Regions from separate parts of the Mus musculus genome. Here all the other regions are linked to region 1. A link is a contact called in public targeted proximity ligation data. All regions are on one chromosome and are shown on one strand. The core of a region is the stretch at or near the end of the contact, and the rest is flanking DNA. Distances in the headings are between cores, read along the strand shown. Region 1 holds the start of Lrp5 (low density lipoprotein receptor-related protein 5). Region 2 holds the start of Nudt8 (nudix (nucleoside diphosphate linked moiety X)-type motif 8). Region 3 has its middle 6.6 kb from the start of Ndufv1. Region 4 holds the start of Ighmbp2 (immunoglobulin mu binding protein 2). Region 5 holds the start of Tmem134 (transmembrane protein 134).

The links.
Region 2: a contact with region 1 is called in a targeted proximity ligation map of epiblast stem cells. A contact is called at or near these places in 3 of 39 promoter capture datasets (cranial neural crest, maxillary cranial neural crest and neural stem cells), 6 of 130 datasets of targeted methods (the NIH/3T3 cell line, the SCID.adh cell line, double positive thymocytes and 3 more) and 1 of 9 other capture datasets (liver).
Region 3: a contact with region 1 is called in a targeted proximity ligation map of pancreatic cancer cells. A contact is called at or near these places in 2 of 39 promoter capture datasets (cranial neural crest and pre-B cells) and 2 of 130 datasets of targeted methods (pancreatic cancer cells and pro-B cells).
Region 4: a targeted proximity ligation map of pancreatic cancer cells shows a contact between it and region 1. A contact is called at or near these places in 2 of 39 promoter capture datasets (hippocampal neurons and pre-B cells) and 3 of 130 datasets of targeted methods (the 230-238 cell line, bone marrow-derived macrophages and pancreatic cancer cells).
Region 5: a targeted proximity ligation map of pancreatic cancer cells shows a contact between it and region 1. A contact is called at or near these places in 2 of 39 promoter capture datasets (cranial neural crest and frontonasal cranial neural crest), 2 of 130 datasets of targeted methods (microglia and pancreatic cancer cells) and 1 of 9 other capture datasets (adipose tissue).

What each region holds. Positions count from the first base shown.
Region 1 is chr19:3,684,993-3,687,836 of GRCm38.p6, reverse strand. It overlaps Lrp5 (low density lipoprotein receptor-related protein 5), which reads left to right and starts at 1,273. Exons shown (of 23, transcript NM_008513.3): 1 at 1,273-1,482. The coding sequence starts at 1,395. Gm36672 (a long non-coding RNA gene) reads right to left here and starts at 1,287. Exons shown (of 4, transcript XR_388279.4): 1 at 1,098-1,287.
Region 2 is chr19:3,999,260-4,002,021 of GRCm38.p6, reverse strand. Nudt8 (nudix (nucleoside diphosphate linked moiety X)-type motif 8) reads right to left here and starts at 1,442. Exons shown (of 4, transcript NM_025529.3): 1 at 1,175-1,442; 2 at 694-826; 3 at 317-394; 4 at 1-226. The coding sequence starts at 1,368. It overlaps Tbx10 (T-box 10), which reads right to left. Exons shown (of 8, transcript NM_001001320.1): 8 at 2,510-2,762.
Region 3 is chr19:4,017,959-4,020,697 of GRCm38.p6, reverse strand. No RefSeq gene overlaps it. Among named protein-coding and RNA genes, the nearest start is that of Ndufv1, 6.6 kb to the right of the region's middle.
Region 4 is chr19:3,281,754-3,284,453 of GRCm38.p6, reverse strand. Ighmbp2 (immunoglobulin mu binding protein 2) reads left to right here and starts at 1,444. Exons shown (of 15, transcript NM_009212.2): 1 at 1,444-1,753. The coding sequence starts at 1,668. It overlaps Mrpl21 (mitochondrial ribosomal protein L21), which reads right to left and starts at 1,412. Exons shown (of 7, transcript NM_001347420.2): 1 at 1,283-1,412. The coding sequence starts at 1,382.
Region 5 is chr19:4,124,548-4,127,247 of GRCm38.p6, reverse strand. Tmem134 (transmembrane protein 134) reads right to left here and starts at 1,288. Exons shown (of 8, transcript NM_001078649.1): 1 at 1,208-1,288; 2 at 1,048-1,206; 3 at 127-191. The coding sequence starts at 1,222. It also overlaps a transcript of Aip not described here.

The sequences.
Region 1 (2,844 bases), core at 24-2,523:
CTCCTGACTCCTCTTCCGGTCAGAGACTGGATACAGCCACCCCAGGAGACTGCTCTTCCTGAACCACTGGCCTGCTTCCGCATTGAAATCTCTGCCCTGACCCTTGGAACCCTGGTGTGGGTCCCCTCCCCCTACTAGCTGGTCCCTGGTCTTCATGTTTTCCTATTAGAAGACAAGTTTGGGGAGTCAGTTCTCTTTTCTTCTGCGATCCTAGGGTTGAACTTAGGTCAACGGGAGCCATCTTGCTGGCCAGCCTTGACCTGCCTTTTGCTCCTTCTGTTTATCAGGTCCGGTTTATGCAGCGCTGGGAGAGCTGTGCACACTAGGGAACCAAGGGCTCTATCAACTCTTTTTAAACAGGGTCTCGCAGGTAGCCCAGGCTGGCCTCAAACTCATGGCAAGCCTCCTGCCTCAATCTCCCGAGGCTGGACACCATGTCAGACTTATAAGTAAAGTCATACACACTTGAGCGCCATGTCACTTTCCCGGCTACTCACTCCTTTGTTTGGGCTCTTATTTTTGTCTCTTCCTAGCATAAACCACAGGAGGGCAGAGGCACCCTCCTGACCACCTCAGCTTCTGTCCTTCCTCTCTACCTTGCAAGGTGGACACTGCCATTAGCTTACTTTCTAAGGACATGAAATGATTTCACCTACACCTGCCTGCCCAAGGTGTGAGGTTCTAGAAAGCACTGCCGGAGAGAGAAGGCTCAGCAGTTAGAAGCACTTACTGCTCTTTTAGAGACCTGGGTTTGGTTCCCTGCAGTCACCTGGTGGCTCACACCTCTAACTCCAGTCCCAGGGGACCCCCACACCCTATTCTGGTTTCCTTCCCGCATGTGGTGCACATACATGCGTGCAAACACTCATACACATACAACAAAAAGTAAATCTAAAAGTAAAAGCCCCCAGTTCCTCCAGCAGTATCCGCTTTTGCGCCTGTTCCCGCGTGCATCCCAAGTGGGGCGGTATGTCTCTGGGCCAGGTGGCTACAGTTGTGGTGAAAGAGCCCAAAGCTGGCTTCGGAGACCTTTGGCTTCCAGCCCTGAGGCCTCCTGACTGTGTGGGTCATGCTTCCACGTGCCTCAGTTTCCTCACCTGTCAGTACAGAGACTTGGCAGGTGACCCACCTGCTTGCCCGGCCTCTCCTGTCGCGGGCCCGGAGAGACCCGCCTGCCCGGCTCCCGGGCGCCCGCAGGAGGGCGCGGCTTGGCGGGGGGCGCGGGCGGCGCGGGGGGCGGAGACCGGCTCGGCTTCCGCTCCCTCCTCCCGCGTCGTCTTGGGCCGCGGCGCCCGAGGCGGGAGCAAGAGGCGCCGGGAGCCGCGAGGATCCACCGCCGCCGCGCGCGCCATGGAGCCCGAGTGAGCGCGCGGCGCTCCCGGCCGCCGGACGACATGGAAACGGCGCCGACCCGGGCCCCTCCGCCGCCGCCGCCGCCGCTGCTGCTGCTGGTGCTGTACTGCAGCTTGGTCCCCGCCGCGGGTAAGGTGGGCGCGGGGGACAATGGCCGGGGCCGCAAGCAGCCACTTTGCAAGTTGCGGACGAGTTGGAGCGCGCTCCGGGGGACCACGCGCCGGGGGACCTCGCGCGGGCCCTTTGTCTCTCCCGCCGGGGCCCCTCCCTGGGGACCGAGCCCGCCAGGTGCGGCGCGGGCGGGCCCTCACCTGCCCAAGGCTCGGGACGCCGGGCGCGCTCAGGAGTGCGCCCACGGGCATCGCGATGGCCCGGGACAGGCCTGGCCTATCGCGAACTACTGGGAAAACTTTTCGCGAGCCTGCTTGCGGCGGCCGGCCTACCGAGCCCTGGGAAGTGCCAGAAGTTGCTAGCTAGGAAGTTCGGAGAGCCCTGCGCGGGGCGGCCTGGCCCTGGGCTGCTGTCGCTTTGACCTGCGTGGGCTGTCAGCCTTCCAAACCGACTGACACCTGCCAGGTGTCCCCGTGACCCCAGTGACCCATCTGACCGCTCGGGCCCCCAAGCGGTGGCCAGGCACCCAGCCCCGCTGACCAGTGCCCAGCCCCGAGATCGGTTGCGTGGGTGCCTTGGTGTGGGGAGGTATGGTTCTGCCTCAGTTGGACCCACCTTTAGGGAAGTGGCCCGCTCGGGAACTTTCTAACTTTTTTTTGGTGTGTCCTGAGGGGTGGAGCTGAGGTCAGGAGGACTCTCGAGAAACGAAGCAGTTGGAAACGCTACACATGTTCTTTTAATTCGGAGATTGCCATGTGGTTTTTAAAGCAAGGCTCTTGCCACCTAAATCATTGTTTTCGGGTGTTTGTGTTTTGTTTTTCTGGAGTGTGGCTGTCCAAGGGTCCGGCAGATACTCTTGAACTCCCGGGTGGTGGTGATGGCAGTTTGGGGCGGGGTAGGGGACAACCTCAGGTCCCTTTGTCTGGGCCTTATTAAGGCGAACAGCTGTCCCCCTGTGTATTTCCAGGGTAGACACTTGAGGGAGGTGGCTGGGCCTGGCTCTGTGCTCAGATTCCCTGGGCTGCAGTCTCTTCCACCTATGTTTGGGGGGAGGGGTCGAGGGGAGCTGGCTTCATCCAGTCTTGGAGCTCTCAAGCTCAGCCAGAGGGCTCTTGGGGAGTCTCCCCCTAAATTTGTCTCCCTCGGGATCATGTTTACATTTTCAGGCCATCTCTGGTGTTAGCAAAACAAGGCGAAGACAAAACTGTGACAGGCTGTGGGAAGTCCAGGCCAGTTCTACTCTTCCCGGAAATGCCTGGGTCGTGACTGCAGAAGGGGTATGGGGCAGCTATTTGTTTTAAAGGTGGGGTTTGTAAGCCGACTTTCCTGTCCTAGGTAGGATTGACATTACTCTGGGATCCCCTAGCCTGTCATCTGGTA
Region 2 (2,762 bases), core at 193-2,692, 310 kb before region 1:
AACCCCTAGGCAGCTCAGGAACAGCTAGGGAGGGCTGGTAGAAGCCAGGGGCCAGCAGCTTCAGGGTGAGCTCAGTGATGACAGCTGTGAGGCCCCAGACACGGTGTGGTCCATGCAAGAAGACAGGCAGTGTGTAGCTGAAGTGGCCACCCTGGCAGAAGTGGGTATACCCCTGGTTCTGTGTCTGCAGCAAGTGGGCCAGAGACATCTCAAATACTTCATCCACCTGTAGGCAAGAAACAGAAAGAGGGTGGACAGAGGACTGCCTGTGAGTCCCCTGTTAGGACAGCCCAACTCCCCAGTAGTCACCATTCACCTCCTCAAGGTTGGGCCTAAGGCTCTGCAGATCCAGTGGGCCCACGTTGGCAAGTACTGGGACTATGGTTGCCTTTTCCTGGGTAGGAGAAGGGTGAAGAGTCAGAAGGAGCAAACTTAGGAAGCAGACCCTACCCTGCCATCCGGGTGTCTTGGGTAATCATGGTGAAGCCCTCCAGTTCCGGTCCTTGGTTTCTTGCCATGCTGCCTCACAGGTTCCCCTTACCTGTATACCGCCAGGAAACCTCCCACTTGCCACTCAAGCCTAGAGGGATGCAGCCTACCCTGCAAGCCTTCCTGGACCCTGTCCTGGACTGAGCGGGGCTGGCTTCCCCGGCCACTAGGGTTACTGATTGTGATAGGATGAGGGTGGCTCACCCGGTCATACACTGGCTGCAGGACACCCCACACGTGCTCCTTGGGCACCTCTAGGCCCAGCTCCTCCTGAGTCTCCCGAAGGGCCGTATGTATTACATCTTGGTCGTCGGGATCACACTTACCGCCTGGGAAACTAAATGGGCAGAGGGAATCTTGGGACCACAGGTCGTCAGGAGGCAGTTTAGCTCTCTGTGCCATTAGAGTAAGGGGGACAGGCACTGTGATATAGATTACGACATGAGGGTCTGGCAGCTGGCTAAGACTATGCTAGGGCTCAGACACCCCATGTCTGCCTATGGTGTCCCAGTGGTGCAGATATCGTCCCCGGGTGTTCTCAACTTCTGCTGAGGGCGAAGCCAAAGAAGGGGAGCCCCGGATCTCCTCTCTCCAGTCTACGGTAAGGGGCAGAGTCCTGTTTATGAAGGGAAAAATTCAGAGGGGTATGCGGGCCACAGGTAGTGCGCCGGCAAGGCCGGCGTACCTGACTTCCCCTTTGTGTCTCCCAACCAGGCGACTAGAACGCAGCGTGTAGAGCAACGCGGGGACCCCGCGCACGAGGCACAGCGGCACAAGCACTGCGGCCGCTGCGGGCCGCGAGCGTAACCGGGCAGTGGTCCGTGCTAGCAGCTGCCGGCAGCGCTGCTCGTCCTCCGCGGACAGGCCATCAGGCAGCATGTCCCAGACGTCCGGGACACAGTGGGGGATCAGCCCGCTAGGGAGGGAACGCCGCAGCGCGCAAGCTCCAGCGCGGGGCGGGGACCTAAGTGGGAGCCGGAAGGAGGCGTGGCTTCCCGGAGCCCGGTATGAGAGGCGGACAGGCCTGGGACTGCCCTTGCAAAGCCTCGGACGCCGGCGGTACGGAGCCTGCCCAGGTAGAGCCTCCGAGATGGACAAGGCAGTGGCTGCTGAAACCTCGGAGGCGTTCCAGACGAGGCCTGCTGATGCAGATCCTCGGAGACCTCGGGGGTGTGGCTTAAGGCGGGTTTTGCTGCTATTGGGCGACAGAGGGCATCTGGGGCGGAGTTTGCTAGATGAGGGCAGAAGCGGTTTTGTGTACAGGGACCAGAGCGCCACCTAAAGGAAAGACCTGGCTTAGAGCTGATGGAAGGCGTGTCCGGAAAAGCCGGCCAGCTTCGCTTGAGTTTCTTTCCAGGGACTTCCCTATCTGTGGCACAGTTGGTTTGGACTCTGTGTCTCCGGAACGCTTGAGTAACCTGAATTGAATGGGTCCTGACTTCGGGTTCGGGAGTTGGGATGTCTGGCTGCTGAAGATCTTCTGGGCCCCTTTTCTCTCGTCTCCTGGGTGTCCGTGCTTTCCAGAACGTCTCACAGGAAGAGCTCTGGGTCGGAGCACAGTCGGAGTCATCAGGTGCCTCTGGGCGCCCACTCCAAGAGAACGAAGAGTACGCGCCTCCCTCAGCCTTATTCCACCAGACTACCGAGAGGACTTCAACCTGGCCTTTTACCTCTAGTTCTCCAAGTATACACCCATCCCTACCTTGGCCTGTGTGATCCCTATCTATCATATTAGGCACACTTCGATGACCCCCGGCTCTCAGAACCAGCCTTAGAGCATCGCATTTAAATAGAATGATGAGTGTCAGCTGTACTTTGCTGTGTGACTGTGAGCCGAAACCTCTCTGAGCTGCTTCCATCCTTATATGGGTGCACAAAATAGGGGACACACCAGGTTAACCGCAGCCTTGCTGGTGTAGCCAGTTATCATCACCCTGTGCTCTGGGTACAGCTTTTGGAGACTTATAAAGGTGATGGGATTGTCTGGTCTGGGAGTTCCTGTGGACAGAAGTACTGTGACTGCTGTTGCCAAGCAGTTTAATGTGGGGGAAGGACATTCGAAGCAGGATTTAGAGGAGGCATCCTCGAGGCAGCAGGGCATGATTCAGGGCTTTTGAGTAGGAAGTAGGCCTGATTCCAAGGCTGGCAGGCCCCAGACTGACTTTGAGGCAGGAACCCACTGCTGTAGAGCTTCCAGTTGTGCTGCTCGCCTTAGGAGATGTCTTACAGAGGAGGGAAGGAGAGGTGGGGCACAGGGGAAACGGGCTTCCACA
Region 3 (2,739 bases), core at 53-2,552, 330 kb before region 1:
GTACCACATAAGTTCAAGTGTGGGTACCCGTTTGCCATCCCAGTGGTCTGAAGGGGTAAGCAGCAAGAGCCTCAAAGTCGTCTCCAGCTACACAGTGAGTGTGAGGCCAGCCTGGGCTACATGAAAAGGATAGCCCCTCCAAGTAAGTGAGTTTTAGGGATTGGAGTCAGGTCTTGGGCTTGGCAGTGGGTGCCTTTACCCAGTGAGTGATCTCATCTGTTTTGATTTCATGTGTTTGACATGGTGCTATACCTTAGTCTGGGGGTGGGGGGGGAAGGGACTCCCAATACAGAAGGCAAGGCTGAGGCCACAGGCATTTAGAAAATTACAATTAAAAATAACAGTCTCCACCGGGCGGTGGTGACGCGTGCCTTTAATCCCAGCACTCGGGAGGCAGAGGCAGGTGGATTTCTGAGTTCAAGGCCAGCTTGGTCTACAAAGTGAGTTCCAGGACAGCCAGGGCTACACAGAGAAACCCTGTCTCGAGAAAAATAAATAAATAAATAACACAGTCTCGAGGCTGGAGGGCTGGCTCAGCAGTTAAGAGCACTGTCTGAGGACTGCGGTTCTATTCCCAGTATGCACATAGTGGCTCAGAACCATCTGTAACTTCAGTCCCAGGGGATCTAATGTTTTCTTCTGGCCTCCACGGGCACCAGGAATGTGTGTGGTAGACATACATACATACATACATACATACAGGCTAAACACCCACACAAATAAAAAACTAAAATAAAATGAATCCCCATCTGTCAGGACCACTGCCTCTCTGTCTCTCAGCTGCTCTAGCTGCCTGATTACGTGGCTCTCTGAAAGGCAGGTATCCCAAAACTCCATATTCAAGGTCAGCCTGGCTATCACTGGAGGCTTGACTCAGTGGTACACAGAGGAGCCACCATGGAGGGACTAGGGGCATAGATCAGTGATAGAAGGCTTGTATAGCATGCACCAGGCCCTGGGTTCCCCCTTCAGCGTTGGAAAAGAAACATCTTGGCCGTTCTTGGCTCTTTGTTGTTCCATACGCATTTTACTATCAAATTCTCAGTTCTATGAGAAGTTATGGTGAGCCTTAGGTAGAGTTTGCACTGACTGTAGGCTTGGAAAGCCACATCTACGTGCAATAGTCATCACAGTTAAATTCCTGAGCATCTGAAATATTGGCTGACTCCAGGGCTCATAGACAAAATCGTGCAAGAAAAAGGGCTTTAAATACTAGCCAGGGCCTCATGACCCAGTGCCAACAACTGAGGCTCCTCCTCCTAGCTTTTAGAGTTTGCCATGGGAAGAAATCGCCTTTAGGCGGTAAACAGTGACCTCCAGAGGCGAAGATGCAGAGGAGCTGAGCGGCTCAGTCTGTGTCTGGCCACAGAGAAGAGCCGGGCAGGCTATTTTCTTTTTCTCACGCTCAGTGGTTCTCAACCTTCCCAATGCTGAGACTCTTCAATACATACAGTTCTTCATGTTGTGGTGACCCCAACCACTGTATTATTTCATTGCCACTTCGTAACTGTGACTTTGCTATTACTGTGAGTTGTAACCTAAGTGCCTGACTGCAGGATATCCGACCACTGTGCAAGGGTTGTTCAACTTCCTAAGGGGGTCATGACCCACAGGTTGAGAACTGCTGAGTTACAAACCAAGGCCATTCTAAAAACTGGATTCTTTGGAGTAGGGCGATTCAGTTCACATTTGTTACAGCTTCCAAGGGGTGTCTAGACACCTCCTGTATCTGCCATCCCACACAGCCGTCAAGGACGCACGGGACTGCTCTCCCAGAGGAAGAAGACACTAGTGCTTAGTCTTTGAAGACAAAGAGAGAGTAAGCCACACAGCAGGTGAGCACACAGGACTGGGCTGGCCGTGGGCCGGGTGCTGGCTCTCTGCCCACTTCCTTCACAGGGGAAGAGCTTGTTTCAGCCGTGTGCTGGACTCCTGCAGTTGCGTCCCATCTGTGTCTGATTCATATTATCTAGGCTGGAAATGAAACTTAGCTATGACTTAGCCAGAGCTGAGTGAGATCCCAGCACTTGGGAGGCAGAAGCAGGCAGATCTCTGAGTTTGAGGCCACCCTGTCTAGTCACTTGTCACTCCAGTGAGTTCCAGGATATAGTGAGACCCTGTCTTAAAACAAACAAGCAAGCAAACAAACAAACAAACAACCCGCTAGGTGTGGGGAGGCATTCCTGTAATCCCAGCACTCAGAAGGCAGAAAATCAGGAGTTCAGGGTCATCCTGGGCTACATATCAAGTTTGAGGCCAGCCTGGGCCCCAAGAAACCCTGTCACAAAACAGCAAAAAAAAAAAAAAAAAAAAAAAAAAAAAAAAAAGAAAAAGAAGAAAAAAAAAAGGAAAGAAGGGAGGGCGCAGCAGACAGGTCTGTACATATACTGTGTTAATTCCTGTTCTAAAGTTTTACAGATGAAAACGTTTAATGAATGCAGCCACACCTTGGGCACAGAGAGGTCAAGGAACTTGATCAAAGCACCACAGAGCATGTCAACAGAAGGGCAGAGGATTAAACCTGACTGAGTTCAGATTCTGCTCTCAGCAGCTTCGCCAGGTGTCACCCTTAAGGCAACAATCGTTTACTTGATGGGAACGGGAGCGAGGTGATTAAGCACAGATTAAGAAGGAAAGTTACTCCATCATCTCAGGTGCCAGTCACCAAACACCCTTCAGGATAAACCTGTGCTCCTGGGACGATCCTAAACATGCTCAAGACCTCTCGCCCGTTGGCAG
Region 4 (2,700 bases), core at 195-2,694, 400 kb after region 1:
AGAAATAAGGTGGAGAGGGGTTGGAGAAATAGGTCAGTGGAAGAGTAGCTGCCGTTCGTGTAGAAGATAAAGTTTGGTTCCCAGCACCCACATGGAAGGCCTCAAGTGTCTGCATCTCTAGCTCCAGGGATCTGTGATAAACCAGCATACTTCTATCTTAAGCTGGAAAGCCATCTTATAGTAGAGAAAAAGTAGATTCATTTCTGTTTATGATTAAATCTGTTTCTCAAGGATTGGGTTATGCCACACCTTAACTACAAATGGGTTTATACCACCTGTCCCGGAAAACGGCAACTATGCCTTTGTTTCAAAGTTATTATTACAACCTGTTGTTACGACTACCTTGCAACTGCACTTTTGTTTCAGAAGGTTATTGTGACCAACCGGTTACGCTTATGTTCTGCTTCACCCCCATTTGGAAACCTCCTATCCCTGAACTATAGAAACCCTGATTTCAGGGGTGTCCAATGCTGACCTCCTGAACCCTGTCTTAGGTGGAGGCAGCCTGCATACCCAAGTGAAAAAGCTTGCTTTAATTAATTTGGCTACGATGATTTGAGTTGGTGGCCTTTCTCCTATCATCTATGGATTAACATCTGACCCCCTCTTCTGGACTCCAAAGGCACCTTCACTTAAATGCACAGAAAGGACCCTCCCCCCCCCCCCCCGAAACAAACATCACAATAAGTCTTAAAAAAAAATAAAGAAAGAAACTGAAAAGGTCGAACACAACAGTGTCCACCTGACATCATCATCTGGTCTCCACACGGGCATGTACACCCACCTGCACACATACATACACATAACACATACACAAACTAAAAGGTCTGGGTCAACAAAACTAAGGGCACATTACTTGTTATGTTTCAAGATAGACTAACATTAAAATCACTCACTCCTTTCTTCAACGTCATTTTTTTTTTTCCTGATCCGAGGGTGGCTAGCAGCCCGAGGACAACTGTCCACACCCATGCTCTACTTAGCAGCTTCTAACTCGCTTTCTTTACATCCCCATTGTATGACCCTGGGTAGGTCATTTGTCTACACCCATTTGTGTCCCTGTACTATAGGACCTACACTTAAGTTTAAGAGCACTTCTCAGTATTAAGCAATGAACGGAAGGAACCACGTTCTCATCCCAGGTTCTCGTACTCCAAACCCTGTGCCATATTCACGACTCTCATAACCAACACACCAGGAGCCAAGGTGGACTCAGACACACGGGCGGCAGACGGCGGAAGCACCGCTAGCTTCTTCCCTCACCAGGCCTCCCTGGTCTCACCTGATCCGGATCCCTGGGATGCCAAGATGCTACGGCTACACACAGACACCAGCCGCCCGAAGGCGCCCGGCAATGCCGAGGCCGCTATGGCAGCAGCCATGTTTCCACAGTCCCAACCGGAAGCGGAAGCAGCGCGAACCTTGTGCGTCAACACACAAACTCAGTAGGGAACACCTGGAGCAGGGAAACAGGGATCCTACTGCAATCACTGGCTTGGCGGGGAACGCAGGAAACGGACCGGCCGGGAATCCGCGCCCTGGCTGGGAGCGCAGGGCCTTTTGCGGATTCTGGTCCAGTGGGGAACACGGTCCGACTGGAACTCGGGTCCCACAGGACTAAACTGGCCGAGCAGGAAGCATCAGTCAGGGGCTGCATCGCGGAGCAGATGGCCTCGTCCACCGTGGAGAGTTTCGTGGCCCAGCAGCTACAGCTGCTGGAGCTGGAGCGGGACGCCGAGGTGGAGGAGCGCAGGTAAGTTTGGCCGCAGGTCCCAGGCCCTCTGTAGCTCTCCTTAGTTACCGCCTGGAGCCAGTCTAGTGTTGGCTGGGTGAATGGCTAACACACAGAGACAGCCCTAGGAGAAGACCGCACAGCAGCGTCACTTCGGGGCGTCGAGGCAAAAGGATCGGGAGTTCAAGATCACATTTTGGCTACGTAGCCAATTTGAAGTCAACCCGGGCTACAGGAGACCCTGTAGTGAGGCCCCCCACCCCAAGGGAAAAAAAAGAGAGAGAGAGAGAAAAAGAAAGAAAGAAAGAAAGAAAGAAAGAAAGAAAGAAAGAAAGAGAGAGACTTAACAGGATGGTCAGTGCTAGATGGGGAGTGGGACAAGTTTTCTTCGGGATCCAGGGAGTGGGGTGTGCCAGAGAGCAGCTTCCTAGAGGAAAGTTAATGAAGCCTATGTCATGTATGGTGCCTGAGCATTCCTGAAGAGCCATGTTGTTTCAGGAGAATATCTACAGGCCTGCAACAGACAGAGCCACCACTTCTCTATCCCACAGTGCAGTTCCTGTAATGCATTTCCCTAAGGATAGACAAAGGCTGGCGAAGTAACTGACCCAGGGTAACCCACGTGGAGGCAGGACGTGAAGTCAGTCTGTGAGATTACAGATGTGTAATCTGTAGATTGGTTGACTGAGAGTCTGTCAGTCATGATGAGGGAGAGGTTTTGCTGTTGTGGCTGTGTGACTATGGAATTGTGTACTAGGCCTTCCCATACATGTCTGTGAAGGCATGTGATTCCCACACCATGTGCTTGCTGTGAGAATGAAGCGATATGCTTTAAGCCAAACTGGGACCTTGAACCACACTTAGGGTGTTGGTGGTAAGAAGCAGAGAGAGAGTCAGGTATAAATGGGAGGGCCCCAAAAGACAGATGGCAGATGGCAAAGAGACATGATAAGATTCTGTGTTGGCTG
Region 5 (2,700 bases), core at 39-2,538, 440 kb before region 1:
AAGCAGGGCTAGGAATCCCTGTAAGACAGGTAAGTGCATCTGGTTGGGACTGGGCAGGTCCTTGCAGACAGGAGCCTGAGACACGGGGCCTGGGATAAGAAGGGTGGGTCCCCACCTGGCCCTGACCTGGTGCTGACTCCCCCATCCGGCTCCGGAGAGGCCTGGGCTCCGTCCTCATCATTTTCCAGGTTCTGTTACAGGACATAAGGTTCAGATAAGCTTCAGGAATGGGCCTTTCCACTGCCCTCTGGGGGGAGGAGAAAGGCAGCCTGACAGCTTCTGCCTGGCACATCTGGCAGCTGCTCTCCTGCCTCTCCCTGCCCTCCCAGCGGAACCGGTTTGATGATTCAGAAACCAAAACCTGGGTAGGAAGTAGGTGGCTGTTGGGGGCTTCAGCACAGAATCCAGCAGGGGTGGGCTGCCAGCATGGATCCCAGGAGCAGGTGACCACTCAAATGAGGCTCTCAGGATTTTTCAGGGACCCAACATAGAGACTTTGGATTTGGTATAGCATAGCACAGGCCTCTGGGTCTTACGTCCTAAAGAACGATAGGGTTGGGGGAAGCTACCTGAGACAATGATTTATGGTGTGGTTTAGTATGAAGAGATGGGCAAACACATCATGTGTGGGGACCTCCACTTTTAGGGTGATTCTCAAAGCAGAGGGGATGCGGAGGCTCCATAGGTCACGTGATCTGGGGCTCAAGGGATGCTGTAAATATCGACAAGGTCTGGTTCAGATTGGAAGTACTCCCCAAACTCCTCGGAGTGATATTGGGGTGTCAGTCTTCAAGACAGGTGGGTTCTACACTGTTGCTAAGGCCTGGGTTCCTAGTCCGAGTTTCCGGCTCTCCACAGCTGCACTGGAACCGAACTCAGAGCTCAGAGGGCAAGGACATAAATCTGGATGAGCAGACACGTCTAGGGGACAATTTTCCGCTCCGCTGGGGTCTCTAGGCAGAGGCTCCGGAGTTAGAATTCTCCGGGGCCCGGCCTGGGGTTCCGCCCTATCCTGGACAAGAGGGTGAGACGAGCAGGGCCGTTCACCTGGTAGCGTAGCCGGGACTGCTTGTCTTCATCAGCCACCTCGAACCGAGCCCGGCGTTCGAAGTGCAGCGGCCCGAAGCGGGCGACCCCGCTGGACTCGGGCTCAGGCCCCGCGTCCTCCAGGGTCAGCTCGAAGGCATCATCGATGCTAAACTGGGGGCCGGGCGGCGCTCATGGCCCCCGCCGGCCTAGGCGCCCAGCGCCGCCGCCATTTGAGCCCGCCACGGCCCCGCCCACCAAACAGGGCCCGCCCTCACAGGGCCCGCCCCGTCTCCCTGGGAGCGAAGATCTGCCCTCTACAACCGCCCCGCCCTTGCCCGCTCCTCCTCTGCAGGCCTGAGCAGCAGAATGCAGAGTTGCTTCGGGATCGCGTCAGAGTCTCGCGGGTAGCGGGACTCGCGGCGCCCCCCAGAGGTTCCCTTGGTGAGCGACAGCCCCGGCTGTGACCAGGACCGATCTAAGCTTGTGCTTGTAAGGGAGGGGGGAGGGGAGGAGGGGGGACGGAGGGACGGGGTGTGTGTGGTGTGTGTGTGTGTGTGTGTGACGGGGTGTGTGTGGTGTGTGTGTGTGTGTGTGTGTGTGTGTGTGTGTGACGGGGTGTGTGTGGTGTGTGTGTGTGTGTGTGTGTGTGGTTGCTTTCTCTGCCCAGGGGTGTGAGGTGTGTGTGTGGTTGCGTGGTGTGTGTGTGTGTGTGTGTGTGTGTGTGTGTGGTTGCTTTCTCTGCCCAGGGGTGTGAGGTGTGTGTGTGGTTGCTTTCTCTGCCCAGCAGCTCAAACCTCATGAGGTAGCCTGGATTCCAGTCCGCACTCCAGTGCCATAGAAACTCTTGGACCTGTTCCTCCATCCTACTCACCACAGCTTCCAATGGAGGGGTGTCCTTGTCATTTTTCAGATGTGGACACTGAGGCTCAGAGCTTATATTGTTTTCTCCAATTCAGAATACATGGGGCAGCTAAAGTGATTAAAAAACAATCTTTCTAGCACTGAGTCTGCATTCCCTTCTATCTTTTTTTCTTTTTTTTTTTTGGTTTTCTTGGAAGAGGAGCTCCCTATTTAGCTCACTCTGGCCTTGAATTCCTGATCTTTTTGCCTTAGCTTTTATAGTACTGCTTTCTCTTCAGTGCTCAGGAGTGTTTGGAACTGAATAGATGTATAAATAATAGTAAATATCGGTGGCAGTTTGTCAAAGTGCTACGTCTGAAATTTGAACCCATATCTTTCTAGCTTACAAAGTGTTTGCCCTCCTCCACGTCCAACCGCCCTCACATTTTATGATCTCCCATAAAGAACTGAGTCAACCCAACTTCTCATTTTATGGTTAAAGAGGCTCCTCTCTAGTTGTGGTCATTCATTCCCCCCCCCCCATTCCCTCCATCCCCATCTTCCTCCCCTCCCCTTCTTCTCCCAAGACCTGGCCTCACTGAGTTTCAACCCAGCCTGGCTCTTACGTGGCATTGTCTTCTGTATGGATGTGTTTGCAGTGTACAAACATGGGCTCCTGTATCAAGTGCATTCTGTTGTTTACATTTTTCCATTTTTCCACTCAGTGCTAATGGTTTCCACATGCATCTTGTTTGCTGTTTCTATGAGCTGTAGGCGTGGTACCATTTGGGCTTCCAACACTCAGCTCCGCAGCAGTCAGGCTGAGGTTGG